Linked DNA regions of Mus musculus: regions 1 and 2 are each linked to region 3. The links are chromatin contacts, called in public Hi-C and promoter capture Hi-C maps. All regions are on one chromosome and are shown on one strand. Each heading gives the region's core, a stretch centred on a gene start, on an enhancer-like site or on the middle of the called end of the contact. The rest is flanking DNA. Distances are from core to core; before and after follow the strand shown.

Evidence for each region. Promoter capture Hi-C pulls out the DNA fragments that hold promoters and counts their contacts. A called contact is a pair of places that touch in the nucleus more often than the background predicts.
Region 1: a contact with region 3 is called in a promoter capture Hi-C map of embryonic stem cells, with 5 times the contacts expected there. The contact joins the promoter of Tent5c here to the promoter of Phgdh in region 3. A contact is called at or near these places in 1 of 39 promoter capture datasets (embryonic stem cells) and 1 of 484 Hi-C or Micro-C datasets (B cells).
Region 2: a contact with region 3 is called in a Hi-C map of B cells, with 5 read pairs. The contact joins the promoter of Cd2 here to the promoter of Phgdh in region 3. A contact is called at or near these places in 1 of 39 promoter capture datasets (pre-B cells) and 1 of 484 Hi-C or Micro-C datasets (B cells).

The regions. Positions count from the first base shown.
Region 1 is chr3:100,486,733-100,490,600 of GRCm38.p6, reverse strand. Tent5c (terminal nucleotidyltransferase 5C) reads left to right here and starts at 1,409. Exons shown (of 2, transcript NM_001142952.1): 1 at 1,409-1,507.
Region 2 is chr3:101,285,860-101,289,369 of GRCm38.p6, reverse strand. It overlaps Cd2 (CD2 antigen), which reads left to right and starts at 1,431. Exons shown (of 5, transcript NM_013486.2): 1 at 1,431-1,545; 2 at 1,655-1,963. The coding sequence starts at 1,491.
Region 3 is chr3:98,338,074-98,341,634 of GRCm38.p6, reverse strand. Phgdh (3-phosphoglycerate dehydrogenase) reads left to right here and starts at 1,666. Exons shown (of 12, transcript NM_016966.3): 1 at 1,666-1,940. The coding sequence starts at 1,803.

The DNA of each region.
Region 1 (3,868 bases), core at 160-2,659, 2.1 Mb before region 3:
GCCTAGCAGACACTGCTGGATACGGATACTCACGCTCCACAGAGGTGGAGAGGGCAGAAGAGAGCACCGATTCGGGAAGCCATCTAGGCCCCAGTACCCAGGAGAGGGTCAAACGAAACTCAACAAGTGTTTATTAACGACTGCTTTCTGATTTATTTAGTACCTGGCATGAACTTTTTAGCAAGCAGTGCATGATTAATAGCTATTTCCATAATATTGATCTCACGGTTATCTCGTCCTTCCTCCCATAATACAGATGGGAAATAGTGTTTTTGGAGGATAGGTCAAGACGGTCAGTAAAGCTGGGCGTGGTAGACCACGCCTATAATCCCAGCAGTTGGGAGGTGCACAGAGGTGGATCAGTTAAAGGTGAGCCAAGGCTACTTAGAGGCCTGTCTGGGGTTCAGGAGGCATTGTCTTAAAATAAAGACCAAACCACAATAGCTTCTTGCAAGGCCTTCCGGGTAATTAAGTGGTGAAGGAGAGTTCCACAGCGGAGCCATCAACTATGTGTGTGTGAGTGAGTGAGTGAGTGAGTGAGTGTGTGTGTGTGTGTGTGTGTGAGCCATCAACTATGTGTGTGTGAGTGAGTGAGTGAGTGAGTGTGTGTGTGTGTGTGTGTGTGTGTGTGTGTGTGTGTGTGTGTGTGTGTCCCACACCTGCGAGCAGTAACAAGCAGCAAAGACCAGCGCTGCTCTCTGGAGAGCTGAGCTGCTGTGCTTAAGGCTTTGGCGATAGCTTCCCGGGATCGCCAATTGCACACAGGTGGTCCGCGCGGCCACAGCTGCTTCCTTCCCCCCAGGACCACGACCTCACCTCCAGCCAATTTGTTCGAGGAATCAGAAAGATTTTTCCAGGGCCCACCTAAGAGTTTTCCGACTTCACAAACACCGCGCGAGGCAGGCGTGGGCTTCCACTCCCGGCTCCCGGAAACCAGAGAGCACTGGGGCGAGGAGCGCCTAAAAGTTTGAAAGAAGACGCGCCCGCCAGGGAGCAAGCGGGGTAGAGGGAAGGACAGTCTAGGCAAGGGAAAGCTAAAGAAGACGGCAGAGTGGAGCGGAGAGGACAGAGGAAAATTGTGCCCTCAACCCCAAAGTTAGTTCGCCGCCCACAAAGCACCTCTCTATTGCGCCTGCGCAACGCTGCCTCTTGGTCACCCCGCCCCTTTGCGCCGCCCGAGGTTTACTCGTCTCTCGGCAACCATTGACCCGAGGAGCCAATCAGAGGGCGGCGTTCGTCCGGCCCCCCGCCGTCAGCGCGGGGCGCAAGGATCCCGCGGGGCCCCGGCCGGCGCGCCCCGCCCTGGCTCCCCCGGGAGGCCGGCCGCGGGGCGGGGGCAGGGGCGGGGAGGCGCGGGGGAGTGGTCAGGCCGGTTAAGATCGGAGGGGGCGGCGGCCGGACCGCTCACTCGCCGCAGCTGTCTAGGGGCCGCAGTCTCCGCTCCGCTCCTGCTGGGGGCTGCCCACGCCAACCACCTGCCTCAGTCACCTCCTCTTCCAACGCCCAGGTGAGTCCACACTCCCCTCCTCCGCAGGTGGGAGGATGCTGCTGCGGTCCTCCGGGGCGGGGGGGGCGGGGGGGGCCGCGCTTTCCCGCTTAGGGTCAGTCCCGGCAGAGCCTGGTGGCATGCCCCGGGGATGGAGGAGAGATGCCAGCAGGTGTCAGGACCCGCCTGGCTCCCGCGTCCCTCACGCAAACTTTCCTCTGTGAAGGAGGCAAACTTTTCGGAGACCGTGGCCGGGCTTTGGCAAACTTGGGCGAGTTCCTGCTGCCCCGGCAGCCGGAGTGTAGGGGGCTCTTTCCCTGCACCTAGTCGGTGCTCCGGCTCTGAGCTGCGCCCCTGTGGCGCGCACACCGAGCCCGGAACCCGGGCGATTTTGAACCCCGCGGTTTTGGCGGCGCAGATGAAGACGCAGCGGTCGGGGCTAAAGCCTGGCCGGCGAGGGGAGGGCAGTTTCCTGGGCTCGGTGCCCGGGATGGCGGCTGAGATCCTTCTCCCTTTGGGACTGTGGACACCCAGCGCGGCCAAATGATCGAAGCTGCGCGTCTCTCGGAAACTTCTCGAGAATTCAGCGGCTGTGAAACCTGGTTCCTCCCCTTTGGGGATCGAAAGTCGCTTACTGCGTAGGCTGAAAGCCATGTAGTCAGTCCGTTGACTCTGATAGCGGTGCTGTCGGTGGCTTAGAGGCGCGGCTCCCGGATCGTCCGGGTCAGGGAACTTCTTTAGCGCAGTTTGCGAGGAGGGTGAGAGCCTTCTCCATAGGAAGAAGTTGAGGAACCTGCAGTACCAGCTGGTAGCCTTTACACCTAGCGCGGGCAGGCTGGAGGGCAGGAGACCGCAAAGTCCTGGAGGGCTGGTGAGGAAATGCCTAGTTGGTTTTTCAAGAACGCAAAACTTCCACCAGCATCGATTGTCATCCCTAGGTGGTCTAGGCCTCTTTTCTCTCCTCTCAACCTTTAATGTGGAGAAACCGTTCAGAGCCCGGACCCAAGTCTTAAGCCCCTCCCTCAATTGAGGATAAAGTGCTTACAACGAAAGATTTAATAGACTTACTGATTTTTTAAGAATAGCTGTGTATGTAATAGTTTGAATTATGACGAGTTTGGTGTTCTGGAAATAAAGTTAAGATGGTCAAATCCTCCTAAATTAGGTCCCCAGCTGCCCCGCTACTCTGGGAAGGAGGGTGACGGTGGCCATTGCTGGCTACAACAACTTCCACTGTAATTTGCTTGGCAAGGCAGCGAGGGAGCCAGAAAGCTAGCCAGGCAGCCAAGAGGGTGGTAGGAAGGCTTACCAAGAATTCTATCTTGCTGGAAGTCACCAGAGGTGTGATTGTTTTTCCACATCTTACCCCGCAGTCGAAGGGTGTGGGGTGAGGAGTAACGAAGAGCCACTTTTCTCTCCCAGCTGCTACAGCTGGACCACCAGTGGTCCTGTCCTCTGCTGGCCTTGTTTGTGGGGATGGAGGGCTTAGTATCTTAGTATCCGGATCGGACAGCTGAAACCTTCTCTCTGAAGAGACACTTTGGTTTAAGAAGCTTTTAGATGGAGAGTTCGATGTGTGGAATAATTGTCCCAGGATCTGCACAGGATGTTGCTTACTATAGTTAAAATTGTGGGGGTTGTTGAGCGATCTCTAGACTGTTACTAAAAGAAAGGTCCCGAAGTTTTATGAGTAACTTTAGTGTGTGCACCTAGAACAAACAGTCACACTCTTTAGTCTGAGTTTCTCCCATAATACCTACCTTGTATCTAGAGATTAAGTTTGTGAACTCAGAAGGGAGGACTTGGCTCCTGGCCTGTTGGTCTGAGTGTGAGTGGAGTGCCAAGGGCTCGCTCTCCAGCTTTTCCAGCTCTGCTGCAAGTATAGCTACCAAGCTTTCTGCAGGACTTCCAGCCTCTGCCCTCCATCACCAACCCCAGTGGGGATGCATCCCCCAGTGTCCAAGGGCAGGCAGATTATACTTGCTTTGCATTGCCCATGGGAAAGTCCAGGAACCACTCAGCAATGAAAGCAATTTAAAAGGGGACTGTTGAGCCCTGTTGTACTATTAGTTAGGCTCAGCTGCAACAAAACTGGAAAGCTGCATTGAATGTTTCCTTTCTCCCTCCCTCCCTCCTGCCCTCCCTTCCCAGCTTCATCTACTAAGTAGTACCCTGTCTCTATCTCTCTTCTATGCTATGCTGTCGTAGAATCAGCCATGGAAGAAGGACAGCCTATATTATTAAGAAAAGCTGTAGAAGCAGAGATGGGCTAAGAGTTAAGATGATGGCTAGGGGGTTCTTATCTCTTTCCTGGCCTCCTGGACACTCTCTCCTCTCTCTTCTATCTCTCTCTGAATGTTTGGAGATTAATAGGGAGTGAGT
Region 2 (3,510 bases), core at 182-2,681, 2.9 Mb before region 3:
AACTATGTATACCTTTGACTGTGGATGTAGCTCAGTGGTTGAGTGCCTGCCTAGCATGTTCAAGTTTCCATCCTCAACACCCCAAAGGGAAGACAAGAAATGATGCTGACATCTTAGATAGTAACAGTTTGCACACATTGCAAATATCTTGGCTTGACTTCTCACACATTTAATAGCTCTTTGTACATGCATAGATTCTAGATTTTTATGTGGCCTCTAACGTCCATCTTTACTATTTCTGAATTGTGCAATACATATAGGAAGATTTTCCATACTCAAGAATAGGAATTCTTTTATGTTTCCTGTTAAGTCTTATTTCACTTGGATTTTTCCCCCCTTGGAATTAATATTTTAACTCAACTGAAATGCACTGTTGTGGCTGTTGTTAAGCATCTGAAATGGAAAAACCGTGATTTTGAAGACCTTTTCTCACTGAATTCTAAAGAATCAAAAGACTATATGTTCACTGTATCTCTTGCTCACGTGACCTCTCTGTTGTCTTTTTAGGGACATTAGTCCTTGTATCCCTGTTCACTATTTTTTTATAGTCTTAGGACAAGAGAGATATCTTGGTACTTAAGAGCTCAGGCTGCTCTTCCGGAAGACCCAGGTTTTATTCCCAGCACCCACGAGGCAGCTCACAACCATCTGTAACTTAAATTCCAGGAGATCGATGGACTCCTCTGGCCTCTTCAGGCATGGCGTTCATGGGTGTTGCAGTCACTTTTCAATGGCTGTGACAAACCATCATGACCAAGGCAACTTAGAGAAGGAAGAATCTACTGTGCTCTTACAGGTCCATGGCCAGCATGGCCGGGAGTATGGCAGCAGGCATGAAGCATAGCGCTGGAGCAGTAGCTGGGGGGGTTTTACATTCCTATCCACAGCAGGAGACAGACAGATAGACAGAGTGGGGAAGGGGAGAGGGAAGAGAGAGAGAGAGAGAGAGAGAGAGCTAACAGGACCACAAGGGCTTTAAAGATTTCTAAGCCTACCCTCAGTGACGCACCTCCAACAAGGCCACGCCTCCCAATCCTTCCCAAATATACATATCTGAATTCTATTCCTATGACCTTTTGCCGGTGAGTCTACTTGGTCCTGTTGAAGGCAGCACAGCTGAGTGGCCAGCTATGTTTAAGCCCTTGTTTACAAAAGGGTAGCTATGGCAACTGACCTCCCAGTTCCTCTTCTTCCTCTGGTGGGGTGCTAAAACCCAACACCCTAAGCTGTTTTTGTAAAGATTAAAATGTGACACAGACACCTATTTCGGTTAAGGAGGGCAGCAAATGCATGAGTCGTTTTGATAGGGTCTCTGTCTCTCTCTCTCTCCTTCCCCATCTCTACCTCTCCCTCTCCCCCTCCCCCTCCCCTACTGTGAACAGCAGGCATGAAAGACACGTGGTTCAGGTTGCTGGGTGTGGCTTCTGCCAGCCTCACCACAGTCCTGACAGAAAGAACTCAGAGTCACCCCTGGGAAAAGAACTCTAAAGATGAAATGTAAATTCCTGGGTAGCTTCTTTCTGCTCTTCAGCCTTTCCGGCAAAGGTAAGCATTCGCGTGGAGCTCTTCCGGAGACCTTGGAGTGGACATTAGAGGCGAAGAGGGAGATCCTCCGTAGTCCCGAGACCTCAGAAACCATCTTACTTTTTTACAGGGGCGGACTGCAGAGACAATGAGACCATCTGGGGTGTCTTGGGTCATGGCATCACCCTGAACATCCCCAACTTTCAAATGACTGATGATATTGATGAGGTGCGATGGGTAAGGAGGGGCACCCTGGTCGCAGAGTTTAAAAGGAAGAAGCCACCTTTTTTGATATCAGAAACGTATGAGGTCTTAGCAAACGGATCCCTGAAGATAAAGAAGCCGATGATGAGAAACGACAGTGGCACCTATAATGTAATGGTGTATGGCACAAATGGGATGACTAGGCTGGAGAAGGACCTGGACGTGAGGATTCTGGGTAAGTCTCCATTCCCTAAAGGTTTTCATTTTAGGACGGCTGCTATGTAGAAAGTTGGGGAGCAGCCTTTCTGTAGCATCCCCATCCAATGTTACCTGTGTGGCCCACAATGAAGACTCCAGTGGGTGAGGGTGGCTCTAAAGCCTGTCTGCCTTTCATTCTCTCTTTGGGTGGCTGTGGGGTTGTACAAAGACTCCCAGGTGACAGACAGGCATTAATCAGAAAGAAGACAGGTTAGCAGAGAAAAGACATGGACATCCTTGGTGGCCGATGAAGCTGTAGCTAGACAGGATGTCAGAGGGTGCCTAGGAGCAGTGAGCCTCTTGTCTGGAGAGCTATGTTTAAGCCAGGGTATGATGAGAGGGCATGATACTGAAGAGCAACAGGAGAAGACCAACCAGGAGTCCTCTCCTGTCATCCAAGCGAAGCCAAGCAGGTGGTCTTAGTCTTGGTGAGAACCAGCAAGTGAGCTGTAAGAAGTGACTCATGCCCAGGCTCCTGGCAGCATGGAGTATGTGTGCCAGTGGGATCTATAGCGTTCCAAGAGCTTCTAGTGAGAAGAGTTGTCATTGATAGTCATTGGCCTGGAGTAAAGGGTGCCAGGGAGATGAGGAAGGGTGCAAACATGCCGGGTGTGGGGGTGAGGAGGAAGTGAAGAAGCTTGGGTGGGTGAGAAAGAAGAAAACGAAGCCTGGGATGCTGTCGAAGCTGAAAGTCCAGGGACAAACTGGCAGCTCACACCAATGGGTGAGAGGAGAAAGCCTGCCCTTGGCTTGCGGAGAAAGCTGAGAATGCCTTGTGCAGAATAGATCAGCCATTCAGGGAGCACACAAACATTCTGAGCTTCACACAGGAAATGTCACTATAGAAAGGGCTCCCCTCATCCCCCCGTGGGTGTCCTTCCTGTCCAATACTCAGCACCTGGGCCTAACACCAACCTCTCTCCAGGGCCCCCTGTTAGCTCCTCTGTGCACAACTCTTCCCAGACCCAAATCCTGTAACTTTATCTAGAGAGAATGTCCCAGAAACGGGGTGGGAATGAGAACGACCACTCATCGTATCGAACCCTGTATAGCCTATTCATGTACTCTGTCACTGCGGTGACCATGGCTACTGGAGAGAAGTCAGGTGCTTGTTAGGTAGCCTGGTTTTCTTTGGCAATCCTGAGAACTTTAAATTACAAGCTTCTATCCACCTATAAGGAAACGGGCCTGGCCAGAAGTGGCCGTGTTCTCACTGTTAGACAGGAACAAGGTCAGGCCTTCCCTTGACAAGGATGGTGATATCCCAAACAAGCTCATTGGTATACAATTCACATACCACACAGTTTGCCCGTTTGCCGTGCGCAGTTCAACAGCTTTCTGCATAGTCACAGAGTTACGCGGTTACCACCATAGGCAACATTTTCCCTACCCCCCTCAAAGGAAACCCATACCCTCCGACTAACAGCGGTGGCTTCACTACTGTATGCAAATGCCAAGGTCACACAATACGCTGACTCAACTTGAGGACCTGTCCCCACTATATACGACTATATATTACGCAGC
Region 3 (3,561 bases), core at 417-2,916:
CAGAGATCTTCACCAGGGCTGCCAACCCCAGCTCAAGGGCTCACAGACAACAGGAAATCATCTCTTGTTTTATTGTTCTAGACAAAATCTCTGGTAGCCTAGGATAGCCTGGAATCAATTTTGATTCGGCTCTGATCTCCCTGGAAATCTACGTCCCAAGTGCTGAGATCACAGACGGGTGTCATCGTGCGGGATTGGCACGGGGATTTTTCTCCATTAAAGTTTCAATTCCAGGGTTCTCCACAGTGTCTCAAAGGATACCCGCCACCTGACATGTCAGCTGACTGGCTTAGAGTGAAGGGGTGCAGGGCACACTAATCCCCAAGATGTCTTTCTTATCTCATCCCCACATCGGACACTTCCCTACTGTCAGGCTCACGTTACGGAGAAGAAAGCAAAAGCCTGGAGAGATACTTTCAGAGTCCGTTTCTTCTTCTTCTTCTTCTTCTTCCTCTTCTTCTTCTTCTTTTTGTTTGTTTGTTTAAGAAGCTGGAAATCAACCCCCGCTGGATCATTGATATTCTACCCGAAAAATTATCTGCTTTACTTCTCACTGTGCAGGTTTGGGGCTCACCACTGGTCTCCAAATAGAAAATTAAGTCGGCTGCTCTCCTCCGGTCCCTATGAACCCTGTTACTGTTACTCTTATCCGGAGAGCCAAGGGCATCCGAGCTGGCCTGCTGTGGCTGCTGAAGTCTCTCTTTTCCCAAGGGGCTGGGCCAGAGAAGGGAAAGGAAGGAAAGTCTAGAGGAAAGGGCAGAACTACTTCCCCAGTTCTTCCAAGAAGGCCAGGGTTCCTGTTTTGTGGATGGAGGTAACAGCACAGGCAGAGGACTTGTCAGTACATAGTTCTGAAAGAGACTCTCTTACTTACATTTGATGTTAAGATTGTGAGGTATAATAGTAAGGGGTGTTATTTATATAATATAATCAAGGCTGAATTTACCTAACAGATTTAATCCCTTCTAAAAAAAAAAAAAGTAATCATCTAACTTCTAAAGACTAAAACCACTACCACCCTTGTACTTCTCTCCCCCTCCCTGACTCCCATCTGGGGCTGACCTGGAACTCCTGGGTTCAAGTGGTCCTCCAGCCTCATTCATGGCCCTTACTGTATCTAGATTTAATCTTAAAGTCTTTTGGGGGGTAAGGAATAAGAAGCCCTTGCCTTTCCCAGACTTGTCTCTCATCTCCCACTGGGATTGGTGGAAGGCAAGAACCAACTCTTATGTACACACACACACACACACACACACCTTGTTCCTTAATCTCCTAACGGTGTGTGTGTGTGTGTGTGTGTGTGTGTGTGTGTGTGTGTGTGTGCGTTGCTGAGAATCGAACCCGTGGCCTTACTCAGTCTAATTATGCTCAACTAGGAGTTATAAATACCCAGCCAATAAATGGTCTTTAAGAGGAAAGAAGTTACTATGAGATTTAATTCCCTCGTGGAGACAGCGTATTTCTGTTTATTTCCAATATAAATCAGCCTGCTGGCATAAATCGTGCGTGTTAAAGCTCACCCGGGGCAGGTAAGGGCTTCACTGCTGGAAGTGTAGTCTGTGTAGGATTTAAAAAAAAAAAAAAAAATGTGTGGGAGGCTCTGCCCGGGGAGGCGGAGTCAGCAGAGTTTAAGCATTTCTGACCAATCAAAAGGAGACTGTTGGCGCGAGGAGGGGGAGGATAAAGGGGGAGCGGGAGATCGAGAACCCTGCCCAGTCACCGGAGCCAGCCCTGCTTGCAGTTTCCTGAACTAAGTGCTTCTGCCCACCCACAGCAACTGATTCTAAGGCCTGACTCTAGCAATGGCCTTCGCAAATCTGCGCAAAGTACTCATCAGTGACAGCCTGGACCCCTGCTGCCGGAAGATCCTGCAAGATGGAGGGCTGCAGGTGGTGGAGAAGCAGAACTTGAGCAAGGAGGAGCTGATAGCTGAACTCCAGGTAAGGCGAGCCGGACACAAGCGTAATCACCGGGCATCTTTATGGCCAAACCCGCTGACCCCAGTGGTTCCAGGGCTGTCCTCCCCTATCTTATCAGTTGGTCCCGGGGCCTCCGGAGATTCGGGACCAGCAGTGGGAGGGAGGAAAAGCAGAGAGGAACGAATGGCCTGGAGGTGCAGAATGCAAACTTTTTGTGCTTTTTGCTACCGCGTGTTTCTTGCCGGCGCTGCAAAGTGCAGCTGCTCCATCTGGTCCTGCGGGATGCCAGAACCTCTCTCGAATGCCAGAACCTCTCTGGAGCTTTCGTGCCTGGCGACCCAGGCTGCGAGCTCCCGGCTCGGGGTGCTACACGCACACCATCCCTGCTCAGTGCAGACTCCTGGGGTGGGGGCAGGGGGCGCGGGGCGCTGGCTCTGCTCCTGCGGGTCCCGTGGCATTTGTGGCAGCGGACTCGCACCGCCTTTTGTCTGATGCAAGACCTTGGCGCTCTTTCCCCCGCCCCGGGGAGCGCTCGCAGGATTCCGGGCGGCCCGGGGGTGCAGCCGGAGCCCCGCGCCGCCCACGCGGCCGCCGCCGGGAGTCAACCTCCACCATTGGCTTCATTGCCGATCAGGCCCGACTTCACTACATCAGAATCCTGTTCCAAGCGCAGTTGGGACAGGTTACTTCTACGAAGTCTTCGGAGCAAACCTCTAATCGTTATAAAACTTAAAAGTCTTTCACTTATTTGAAAAGCTTGTGTAAATCGGGTGACTTTGTTCAGACGTAAGGAAGGGGTTTCTGCTTTGTGAGCACTTCAGTTCCTGCCCTTCCTGTAGATCTAATCCATCCAGGTATGCTGTCTCGTCCCAGCTGTACTGCCCCACCCCCAAAGTTCCACGTGCTCGCTTAGGGCCTGCAGCCAGGAGGAATGTACCAGTCTTCCTGCTCAGGCTGAGGCCTCAAACCGCAGAGACCAAGCGGGGTTGTTCTTGCAACCCTGGAAACTCTCTGAGCTCGCTTGTCTATTTCTCCCAAGACCCTTCCCCGCCCCCAATCCCTTTTCCTCTACCGAGCTAATAGCCACGTGCCCAGCAGCCCTTATTCGCAGACTTTTTCTAGGCCTGGTCTTTAAGAAGCTTGAAAGAGCTAGGTGGAGATGGCACATACCTTTAATTCCAGCACTCAGGAGGCAGAGGCAGGTGGATCTCCGTGAGTTCGAGGACAGCCAGGACTACACAGAGTAGTCTTTTCTCTGTCTCAGAAAGAACAAGAAAAGTGAAAATGAGCTGGCTGGCTCATGCCTAGTATGAAGGAGGCTGAGTTTGATTATCTCCGAGTTCAAGACCAGCCCGAGCTACAGAATGAGACCCTATCTATAAAGCATGACAAGAAAAGGAAAGGGGGGGGGGAGTTGTAGGTTTCTTGGGGAATAAGGCCCAACTCTGAGACAGCTAGTCAGGTGACAGTTCTGAGACAACAAACAGTGGAGCCTGTGGGAATGGAAAGTCCAGGGAAGGGATTGTTGTTATGGTCTTTATGGGTGGCTCAGGCTGTGACTCTTAGAGTGGATAGTACCCATGGAGCCATGCGTCCTTCACATGTCCTGTGACAGTGACCTTGATTCTAAAATCTAAGCAGT